Linked DNA regions of Mus musculus: all the other regions are linked to region 3. Evidence: chromatin contacts called from public promoter capture Hi-C data. All regions are on one chromosome and are shown on one strand. Each heading gives the region's core, a stretch centred on a gene start, on an enhancer-like site or on the middle of the called end of the contact. The rest is flanking DNA. Distances are from core to core; before and after follow the strand shown. Region 1 holds the start of Slc2a6 (solute carrier family 2 (facilitated glucose transporter), member 6). Region 2 holds the start of Adamtsl2 (ADAMTS-like 2). Region 3 holds the start of Bmyc (brain expressed myelocytomatosis oncogene). Region 4 holds the start of Med22 (mediator complex subunit 22).

Region 1 (2,700 bases), core at 177-2,676, 1.3 Mb before region 3:
GGTGGCTACCTAGAAAGTTTGATGCCAGCTTGGAATACATCAGACCCTGTCTCAAATGACAAAGGAGTGGAAGGGGCCTGAAGAGATGGTTCAGCGGTTACAAGACCAGGTCCTATATGCTCTGGCTCCCATTACTATTTGGTGACTGACCGGCCTGTAACTCCAGCTCCTACAAGTCCATCATTTCAGCTTCAGGAGCACAGACTCACAGACAGACATAAAATTTAAAAATTATATATCTTAAGTTTTTCACATGTTTGGGTGTTTTGTCTGTACCACATAAAAGCTGATGCCAAAAGGCACCAATTGTCCTGGAAATGGAGGTAAGAGGAGGGTTGTGTGCCAACCCGTGGGGCTGGGAAATCAAACCTGAGTCCTTGCAAGAGCAGCCAGTGCTCTCAGGCTCCCAAAATTATGTATAACACACACACACACACACACACACACACACACACTCAGCTTGGATGTGAAGTGGAACACCACTCACTGAAAGTTCACCTCCCCACTAAGTAACAGACAGGCAAGGCAAACACAGGAAGGAAAGACGTCCAGCCAGGGTGGGTCGCAGCAGTTTTGTGGTCTCTACTGTCCTCTCTAGAAGTGTTTCTAAAGGGGAACTGAGACTTCTACAACACCCTTTACTGTTTTAATAGCCTGGTAACAAAGGGTCAGTTTATAAATGTGAACAGGAAGTAAGTCCACTCCTGTGACTGAAAAAGTCCAAAGACACAGATAGGCATCTTGATTGTGGCTTTTTCCACCTCCTAGAGAAGTTTCTGTTTCGTTTTTTTTGGTCATTTTATACCATTACTGGAATGATTTTGAACAGTGCAAGCTATTTGGACAACCAGGAAATCCCAGAGATCAGGAATGTAGCTCAGAGACAGATTGCTTGCTAGCAGAGAGAAGCCTTGGGGTTTGTCCACAGCTATGGGGTGAGACACCGCAGGGCACCTGCTGGAGTTACCCCTAATTGTTTCTGCTCCACCCTCCTCCTACTTACTGTACACACCCAAAGTAGTGATTCATTGGAGTCAACTAGGGTTAGGAGGCGAGAAGTGAAGTGGCAGGTGTAGAAGTGACATCTATGTGACGGGAGAGGGCACAGAACAGGGCCAAGCAAGGCAATAATAAAAAAATATATAATAATAACAATCCTCCGTGTGACCTTGGCAAGCTTACGACTCTCTGGGCTTCTCCTCCATAAAGCCAGACCCAGCCATGGAGCAGTCCACGCTCTTAGCCTGGCGAAAGGGTGCTCAGGCGGCCCTGCCCTAGAAGCGGGTTTCCCCGGCAGAATCCAGCGCCTCAAGGCGCACGCGATGGGACACGCCCGGGAGCCCGATCGCACCCTGCATCCGAGGCGTGCGGCTGTCTCATTGGACAGCACGGCTCTGCAGGGCCGCCCTGCAGCCAATCGCATCTGTAGGGCGGAGCTTCGCCTGCTGTGCTGAGGGCTCAGGCAGATGCTTTAGCTCTGCAGTGGAGTCCCGCTGTATCTGACCATCCGCGCTGGCCATGCAGGAACCCCTGCTAAGAACCGAGGGACTCGACTATGATACCTTCCCCGAGGTGCCCGCGACTCCTGGAGAGAGAGAACGAGCCGGGTGAGAGTCTCAGGGTGTGGGCATGGGAGGTTGGGATGGCCTTATCTCCAGCAGACGATACACATCTTGGGCCATTACTGACTTCTGGTGAGTGGCCACCAAGAGTCATCTGACTCTTTCTTACCGCATGCTCGCAAGTCCTATTTAAAGAACTGGACCACCATAAAGAAGAGAGCCTCCAAAGGAATACTGGGTGGGATCCCCACCTGCCACAGGGGGAGGACATGGGTCTTGCCTAAGATCACAGAACAAGCTTTGAGCATCACAACAGGAGGCAAAAACCACAATTTCTTTTCTGGAGAAAACGGGCACCAGCCCCAGCCGACAGCCTGGGGATTTCCCAGAGCTGCTGCTAAGGCCTGAAGACAACTTGACTGGCCCTGGACCCAGGCCTCTCCTGGTTATCTGCCGAGCTGGATGGTCATGGGCTCGGGGAAGGCAGCAGTCTGGGAACTCAGGGTCCATTTAAAGGACTTGTCCTTGGTCCTTTGGTTCTACCCCATCCCCCACCAGGGCCTTGAAAAACAGAAGGGTGTTCCTGGCTACCTTCGCCGCTGTGCTGGGCAATTTCAGCTTTGGGTATGCCTTGGTCTACACATCTCCAGTCATCCCTGAACTGAAGCTCTCTTCTGACCCAGCACTACACCTGGACAAAATCCAGGCATCCTGGTTTGGGGTGAGGCCTGTTCTCTAAATCAGATGGGGTAGTGGAGGGAGCATGGGCCCACTCAACCTGCTTACCACAGGGAACTAAAATCACCTAGCCTTGGAACCTCCCCTAGAGCACCGGTATCTCTCCCTAACACGCATTCCCGTCTGCTAGCGGTGATGGCAAGTGACATGAGGAAGTGACATCCTGCAGAGATGTGGGCCAGGGCTGAGGGGAAGATTTCCCAACCCCATACCCAAAGCCAGGCTGCCACAGCAGAGCTGACATCCTCCTGGGTGCCTGGAGGCAGTCACACCAGATGCTAGCGGGATGAGAGGTGCCATATGGACAAGGACAGAACGTGGCTAAACAGAGCCCAGGAGCCCAAGACTTTAACGTTAGAATGTCAGTAGACCCTGAGTTAGGACTGCGACTTGACAGCAA
Region 2 (2,700 bases), core at 182-2,681, 1.4 Mb before region 3:
ATCCACTTCTGTATTTGCCAGGCACTGGCATAGCCTCATACAAGACAGCTATAACAGGGTCCCTTCAGCAAAATTTTGCTGGCATATGCAATATTGTCTGGGTTTGGTGGCTGATTATGGGATGGATCCCCGGGTGGGGTAGTCTCTGGATGGTAAGTCTCCATCCTTTCGTCTTAGCTCCAAACTTTGTCTCAGGGCCCTTCTCTCTTGAGAGAACAGAGATATGGAGGAGGGGCAGAAGGAGGTACAGCCTGCACCTGGCTCCTGATTCCCTTCCAACAAAACAGCCCCTCAAACCCAAACACCCACCAAGGGTTACGGTGAATCAAATCAAGAGAGCTTCCAGCCTTGCTGCTCCAACTCTCAGAATGGCTGCTGCGCACCTCAATTTAAACCCTGTCCTAGAAAGGAAGCTAATGTAGCTTGTCCCAGGTGGGTGTCATCTGCTGGTGAGTTAGACAATGGGCTTCAGAAAAAAGAGGCAGCTTGCCCAAAGCCACACAACAAGGTAGCCTACTGCCCCCTCCCCCACCACACACACACACACACACCACAGAGCAAACTTAGGGACTCAGTCGCACCCAGCAATTCCAGGGGAAGAAAGTCTGGAAATGGTCAGCACCCTCGAAGCCCTGATACCAACTGTCCTACTGTCCTACTGTCCTTCTGTCCTTCTCCCTCTCCCTTTTTTTCTCCCTCCCTCCCTCCTTCTCCTGCAGGTGTCCAGGAGCTTGGTCAGCATCACCCTTACGTCCACCCACCCCCGACACTGAAGGTCTCCATCTGAGTCCCTATTTTCACTCCAGCACAGAGTCCCCATCTCACACAGTCCCATTAGCCTCCATGGCTCCCCAGTCCCTGCTGCTGCCAAAGACAGGTGCCCAGTCAGCCTCACACTTGGTTTTCATTAAGGCTCCCAGACACTGCTGGATTCCAGCCAAGTCCAGCTCAAACAGGATCCATCTCTCCCTAGGGTCCAAAACCTTCAACAGGCCCACCACAGCATGGCTTTGCAGACCAGACAGCAACTGCTAGTACCAAGGTTGTTGCCTCAGGACCACCCTGCCACTGTGTGGCATAGGTTGTTCCCCCCTTTCTCTGTGGTTGAATACCCTCACCAGGGGCTGGGACATCCCCCGGCCCCCATTCTGAACAGCTTGGCTGGTCTGGGATAAGCTACATCTCACACCTCCCAAAGACCACAGTATGAGCAGGGACAAGTATGTAGTGGCCTACCTCACCCAGGGTCAGCAGGTTGTCCTCCTTTTAGAGAAAAGGGTGAGAGCTACTGCCAGGTGCACGGTGCAGGAAGGTGAGTGCAGAGATGTGCGGGCTCTGCCTGTCTCTGGTCCTGCTTCCCCAGCTGCCTCCCTCTCCCACTTCAAAGAGCATTCAAGGGAGGGGGTTCCCAGGAGGGGCTCTCAGCCCAGTGGCTGCTCTGTGGCCGCAGCTGCCTTTATAGCTGTCAGGCAGACGGGGAGGAACTCACACTTCCCACCGCTGCTCCCCCGCCCAGCCTGCTGGCGGCTGGCCGGGCGCACACTTTAACCCGCTCTGCTCCTCTGGAGTATGGCCAGGCTGTCCAGCTGCCTGCTGGCTGCTGCTGCCACAGTCCAGGATCAGTGAGTGAGCCTGAGACTGGCTTGCCTAGGTCCAGAGTGACTGACCCTAATGGATCAATTAGCCTGAGGTCATGTGGAGGGAGGTTGGCAGTGGTGGAGCGGAGCCCCCTTGACCCACCCATCTAACTTCAGCTTCCAGAGAAGGCTGGAAACCATGTGATGTCCAGGCTTTCGGCTCCTGTTCACAGGGAAGACACAGAGGTCCAGACATTGCACGGGTGCAGGCCACCCTCCGTCCTTGGAAAACAGACCTGAACAACGGAGGAACTGAGATACATCCAGAGATCAACCAACCAATGGCTCCAGGGAGAGGAAGAGGTGGCTACAGCCTATCGACCAGATGTCTAGGAAGATCGTCGGCACGGGGTATTCTGCAGATGTTTGGTACCAGCTTGGCTGGACCCCACAGCAGCTGGGCAGCTATTGGCAAGCAAGCAGGACTCAAGAGCTCTGTCCCTGCTGAGCTAGAGCTGAAGTCTTATGAATCCAAGAGGACTTTGGATGATGAGATGTCTGCTCTGACATTTCCTGCTCTCTGAAGCACCCCGTCCTGGAAAACAGGCACCTTCAAATGCTAAGTGATTCTGAAACAACATCCCACAAGCTGGCTGAGCCATTTCATCCATGCCTCTGTCCCTGTAGTGGGGACTGGAAGTCCTCTCCTTTTCTCTGTCCCTCCCTCTTGTCCCTCCCTCTGTGCTAGATGATAAGCTTCTTCAGCTGCCTCTTTGGGCTGCTAAGAGTGATACCCTGGGGGAAGTCTTGTGTCTGACCACCAGACCGCAGCCAAGAACAAAGCAACCAGCAAAAACCAATCAGCACCCAGCCTCTCTGTGAGGCTTGAGTCAGGTGACAAGCATCTTCATCATCTGTACTTTACCGAGGAGAAACTGAGGCTGGGAAGTGGAGTGGTCTGCTAAAGCCACCAGTCAAAGTTGTGACAGATACAGGTTGCGGCGCTGCTCTGCCACACACCCTCTCCTTCTGCCTGGTTCTTCAAAGATGCTGGCTGGCTCTCCCAGCTTAGACTGCGACAGGGGGCAGAGGGTCAGCTCTCACTCTGCCGGTGTTCAGTAGT
Region 3 (2,700 bases), core at 111-2,610:
CAGCTCTGCTGTTGACTTGGTTCTTGTAGGATCAGCAACAGCCTAAATTGTAAGAGACAGTCTCCACTTCAGGTGACCACCACACCACCTCCCCGCATACACCCAGCAGTGTCTAAAGACAGAGGAGCCAGAGAGGCGAGGCACCGGTACTCTGGAGGTTTTTTTTGTTTGTTTGTTTGTTTTTTCCTGCCTCTCCTGATTCACCTTTTTGCTATGCTTCAGTAGTACCTTTATTTTATTTTTAAAATTATATCAATTGTTTAAAACCCCTCAGTCTATCTAACTTTGTTTATGCATCTATCTCATCTTTTGTCTTTTCCTCTTTCTTTTTTCTTTTCCTTTTTGGTCACATAAAGTTCCCCTTTCTTACTTTTAGTCTACTTTTAGCAGTAGTATTGTCTGTAGCTCCTCGGTTCCTTATTTTGCTATGTTTCATAAAGCTGTTTTTTTTTTAAGCATGGGCTCAACATATTTCCGAATTACTTTGATTTTCTTTAAACAATAAAAAAGAATCAGCTTTTGAAAGGAAAATATACCTTTTTATATTTCATATCCTAAAATCTTGTATAACTGATAAGACGTTTTTATTGATGTTATTTACACTTAAGGGTCCAGCTGATGTTGGAAAATTGATATACTTTAAGATTCCTTTTTTAAACAAATACAAATCTGTTAAGGGGAGTGAGGAAGGGTGGCAAGCTTAAAAAAGAAAAGAGGGAGGGGAGGGTTCTCTTACGCCCAGGATTTGAGGCAGTTAACATGGCTGAAGCTTACAGTCCAAAGCCCCCCGTGCTGTGCGCTCAGGTGTTGCAGGTGCAGTCTGGAGGCGTAGCAGGCTCCACGTCGGCGGCCAGGCTCACGCCGGTGCCTTCTTTGCGCACAGCCTGGTAGGGGTCCAGCTTGGAGACCAGCTTGGCGGAGGCCGAGAAGCCATTCCACATACAGTCCTGCAGGATGATGTTCTTCACGAAGGTCTCGTCATCCGGGTCGCAGACGAAGCTCTGCTTCACCGCGTCTCCTCCTGGCAGCTCGGGCAGGTCTGCGATGGAGAAGCTATCACCGTCGTGGTCCCTGGGGGCGAAAGACACGGCGACCGCTTCGCAGGGAGGCGAGTAGAGCCCGGCGTGGCCCGGGGACGGGCGCGGCGTGGGCAGCAGCTCGAATTTCTTCCAGATGTCCTCGCTGGGCGCTGGCGGCTGCGGCGGCTGCTGGTGGTGCACGTCCTCCTCCTCATCGTCGCACATGAAGTATGGCTGCACCGAGTCATAGTCCAGGTCGCGGTTGCCGTTAGCGAGGCTCACGTGGAGGGGCATGGTCGCGGCGTTGCGTTTGGAGGCGACCCGGAGGGGTGCAGGGCTGCTGCGGAAACCTGGCGCGCTGCGCAGCAGCCCCGAACCACTCCCCTTCCCAGACCCTCACTTCCGACAATCCCGACAGTCCCTTCACCAGGCTCGGTCTCCGGCTGCAGCGGAGGGAGGAGGCGTCAGCTCGTCGCCAGACGCCACGCTCAAAGTATCGCGCCACCTTACGGAGAGGGGCTATAGGCGCTGCATCCTACGTGCACAGGATACATTTTCGTGGACGCAGATAACCTATTCTCCGCATACTCTCACTCATTTCCTGCTAGTGTCTACCTCTCCACCTCTCAGTCCTCTTCGTTCGCCCAGTGACTCTTCTACTTTCATGTCATTTGTAACACGTGTGATTTCATGTACCTATGAAATCGAGAACCCATGGATGAAAAAAGCAAAGATCTTGTCTCTCTGAGACTGACTTAATTCATTTAATATGATACTCTCCAATTCCATCCATTTCTTGCAAATGACACTCTTTGCTCTCATTTATGACTGAAAATGTTCCACTTCCACATACGAACCACATCTTTATTGTCCGTTCCTCTGACGATGGACACCTTGGTTCCGGAACAGCTATTGTGGAAATGTCCGTAATAAACCCGCGTTCAAGGATCTCTGTGGTGGCATACTTGCTTCGGGTCTTCAAGGGTTTTCTTAAAGCTACACTATTTTTTTTATTTATTTATATCATTTTAAGTGTATGAATGATTTGCCTGCATATATGTAAGTGCATCATCACCTACATGCCCAGTCCCCATGGAGACCCAAAGAGGAAGACTGATCCCCTGGAACTGTGTCAGGACAGTGTGAGCCTCTGTGTGAGTGCTGCGAACTAAGGCCCAGGACCTCTGGATCTCTGCGAGAGATCTTAACTACAGAGACCATCTCCAGCATCATCCCACACACCTGTAATGAGTATATGATGCTTGCATCTATGAATGGCTCCTGCAAATTTTCTAAAATGTAGATACAAATATGTGTGAGCTACACATTAAATTTAGGCATGAATTAAACTTCTAAAACACTTTATGATTAAATATTACATAATGCCAAGCAGTCAAGGCAGCTCATACATTGGAAGGCTGAGGCAGGAGGATTACCATGGCTGGGCTACATAGTAAGTTCCAGGATATCCTGGTCTACATAGTGAGAACTTGGCTCAAACAAACAAGAAAATCCATAACACAGAATTCTTTAAAAAAAATTAAAAGATCTAACCTATTTTCTCTTTTCTTTCCTTATTTTATATCAAATTTTTAGAAAGGAAAAATAATGATTTCAAGAACATTTCTGGTTTCTGGACAATATGTTGTTATAGATATTTGAGGTCTGTATTAAACTTCTA
Region 4 (2,794 bases), core at 295-2,794, 1.2 Mb before region 3:
GGGGGGACGGGCAGGGAAGCACTGACCTGCTCGGAGGACAGGTGGTCTCTTAGTTGGGACGTCGCCTTTGCCAGCAGCTTTCTTCTCAGCACGGGCCAGTAGCCTTTGCTTCTTCTCTTGCTTTGTCTCTGGCCTGTACTTGTGGGCAAGCTTAAGCAGCTGAGTAGCTGGAAAACACATTCAATTGGACTCTAAGCCTGAATCCCTTTAAAGGCGCTGGGGCTATTACTTGGCCAGCAATCTCACGCCCAGGCCCAATTCTAACCTGTCACTTAACCTGGCATTGAAAAGTTGTGTCTGACCTCCTAGCCCTGAATGGCTGTGGCTCATGCCATTAATACCAGCACTCATGAAACAGGCAGCAATGCTGAGCTCCACAACTAGAGACCCTGATCCCCCAACAAAACCACCCTATTGTGGTACACTGATGAGACGGCAGGAGGTCAACACGGGGATCCTTCCTCAACTGCTTCCTCACCAAATCCCGCCCATTCCAGGTGGAGGGACTGGGGACCCCCTTCCACCTCTCTCTTCATAGCTGTATTAGTGTGGCCATGCACTGCAGTAAGGGCAAACTCGGGGCCAGTTTCTGGCTCTGGGGCCCGGAACCTCACCTGTCTGCCTGTCCAGGGCCTGGGTGAACTGGTTAATGGCAGGAGGGACTTTGAGCCGCTTGTAGAGGATAGCTCTTTGCCGCTGCAGTCTGATGTAGCGGGGCCATTTGACGAAGCGCGTTAAATCTCTTTTGGGCTGGATGTCCTGTCCTGGGAAGTTAAGAGGGACACTGTGACCGAGGCCTCTCCTCGGGCCGGCCTGCAGCCGAGGCAGTACCCAGGGCAGGAGGGCGTCGGTGCATCAGCGATCTTGGTGGTTCTAGTGTCATCACCACTCATCTGATAGCAAATATTCTGTCACATCATCTGCACACGACCACCATTCCCCTTCTCACACCAGCCGAGCATGCGCAGTGGCGGCTGCTCGGGACGGTGCCCGGCTCTCATTCAGTCCATTGCCCGTCAAGGCGCCTTGCCCTTGTGACACGCCGACGCCACTCCTTACCAATGCCGAAGTTCTTGGGCCTCTTCTCGAACAGAGGGTTGACCACCTTCTTGGCCTCCTGCTTCTTGACGACGGCGGGGGCCGGGGCCACCTTCTTCCCCTTGGCCTTCTTCCCTTTGGGCTGTACGGAAGAGAGAAACCCGTGCCATCGGGCAGCGGAGTCATTGCCTGTGAGTCGGTCGCTGTGGCTCCCTTTCCGCGAGGGACCCCGAGGAGACAGGGACGGCGGAGAACGCCGCTGACGGGCGACGGGCGGCGGATGGAGGCGGATAGCGCGGGGGCCCAGAGACACTCACCATCTTGCTCGGCTGCTGGAGAAAGAAAGAAGAGGGAATTGTGGGGGATAAGTAAGTGGCCGCAGATATCGCGAGAGCAGGCGCCCTCGCGGGATTTCGGATTTAAAGCGACAAGGACCCACTTCGGACTCTGACAGAGGGGCGGAGCCTGAGCGGGGGCGTGTCGGGCCGCGGCTGCGCGTTCGTCCAGGCGGGCGGGCCCTGGCACCGGACCGCAGGCTCCGAGAGGCGGCGGGAGGCGCCAGGAGTGAACGGAAGCCGCGGGAAGGAGCGTGCGGGTGCTTTGTTCCCTCGCCGTAAGGGCCTGCTGCCGGGCGTGTGTTCGTGGACGGAGCTGTTGTATCGGAAATCCCGGTCCCCAGCCCTCAGTACTCGGTTCGGGCCGGACCAGACTGGTTCTCGTCCAGGGCCCGCCATGGCCCAGCAGAGAGCCCTTCCCCAGAGCAAGGAGACGCTGCTGCAGTCATACAACAAGCGGCTCAAAGACGACATCAAGTCCATCATGGACAACTTCACCGAGATCATCAAGACCGCCAAGGTGTGTGGTAGCTGTTCCGAAGCCATTGGAGAAGGCTGGGACTGGTTTTCCCTGGGGCCTGGGTACAGGGGTGAGGAAAGCAGAGGGAATGTGACTCACCTGACCGGTGCGGGTAGGAGTGAAGAGGCGTTAAAAGTAATGGGACAGCAGATAAATAGAAGAGCCAAATAGTGACAAGCACAGAGCAGAGAGGAGAACTCTGGCCCGTTTGCCAGGGCTCTACGTTAGTTACTGAGCACTAGCCACCTGGGCTGAGGTTTACCCTTGCCATAGATTCTTGTGATGACTGGTGAGTTTAACCCTTAAACACCACAACCCTCATGTTGTGGTGACCTCCAGCCATAAAATTATTTTTGTTGCAACTACAGAACTGTTGTTACCCTTTGAGTCGTAAATGCCAGTGTTTTCCGATGGTCTTAGGCAGCCCCTGTGAAAGGCAATCCACAGGTTGAGAAATGCTGTTCTATTTAAATAATTTCTGAGAAGCCTCAAGCCCACTGAGGTCTGTGTTAGGCTCCAGCTGGTCCACCTGTAAGCTTAAACTCAGAGATCAGAAAGTTTGTCTTTTTAATCCTTTATTGAACATCTTTTCTTTCTTTTTAAGATTTATTTATTTAAGGACTGGAGAAATGGCTCAGTTAAGAGTACTGACTGCCCTTCTAGAGGTCCTGAGCTCAATTCCCAACAACCACATGGTGGCTCACAACCATCTGTAATGAGATCTGATGCCCTCTTCTGGTGTGTCTGAAGACAGCAACAGTGAACTCATATACATTAAATAAGTCAATGTCTTTTTAAAAGATTGATTTATTTAATGTATATGAGGACTCTATTTGCATCTATACCTGCAAGACAGAAGAGAACATCAGACAGAAGAGGGAGGGCATCAGATCCTATGGCA

The links. Promoter capture Hi-C pulls out the DNA fragments that hold promoters and counts their contacts.
Region 1: a promoter capture Hi-C map of embryonic stem cells shows a contact between it and region 3, with 5 read pairs. The contact joins the promoter of Slc2a6 here to the promoter of Bmyc in region 3. A contact is called at or near these places in 3 of 39 promoter capture datasets (embryonic stem cells, hippocampal neurons and liver).
Region 2: a contact with region 3 is called in a promoter capture Hi-C map of embryonic stem cells, with 4 times the contacts expected there. The contact joins the promoter of Adamtsl2 here to the promoter of Bmyc in region 3. A contact is called at or near these places in 3 of 39 promoter capture datasets (embryonic stem cells and liver).
Region 4: a promoter capture Hi-C map of liver shows a contact between it and region 3, with 3 times the contacts expected there. The contact joins the promoter of Med22 here to the promoter of Bmyc in region 3. A contact is called at or near these places in 3 of 39 promoter capture datasets (hippocampal neurons and liver) and 1 of 115 datasets of contacts at active chromatin or transcription factors (astrocytes).

What each region holds. Positions count from the first base shown.
Region 1 is chr2:27,026,724-27,029,423 of GRCm38.p6, reverse strand. Slc2a6 (solute carrier family 2 (facilitated glucose transporter), member 6) reads left to right here and starts at 1,426. Exons shown (of 10, transcript NM_172659.2): 1 at 1,426-1,607; 2 at 2,121-2,283. The coding sequence starts at 1,519.
Region 2 is chr2:27,078,110-27,080,809 of GRCm38.p6, reverse strand. Adamtsl2 (ADAMTS-like 2) reads right to left here and starts at 1,431. Exons shown (of 19, transcript NM_029981.2): 1 at 1,237-1,431.
Region 3 is chr2:25,705,539-25,708,238 of GRCm38.p6, reverse strand. It overlaps Bmyc (brain expressed myelocytomatosis oncogene), which reads right to left and starts at 1,360. Exons shown (of 1, transcript NM_023326.2): 1 at 518-1,360. The coding sequence starts at 1,313. The coding sequence ends at 801.
Region 4 is chr2:26,909,392-26,912,185 of GRCm38.p6, reverse strand. It overlaps Med22 (mediator complex subunit 22), which reads left to right and starts at 1,544. Exons shown (of 4, transcript NM_001033908.1): 1 at 1,544-1,893. The coding sequence starts at 1,771. Rpl7a (ribosomal protein L7A) reads right to left here and starts at 1,379. Exons shown (of 8, transcript NM_013721.3): 1 at 1,356-1,379; 2 at 1,060-1,180; 3 at 615-764; 4 at 27-167. The coding sequence starts at 1,358. It overlaps Gm23969 (a small nucleolar RNA gene), which reads right to left and starts at 925; the gene lies at 852-925.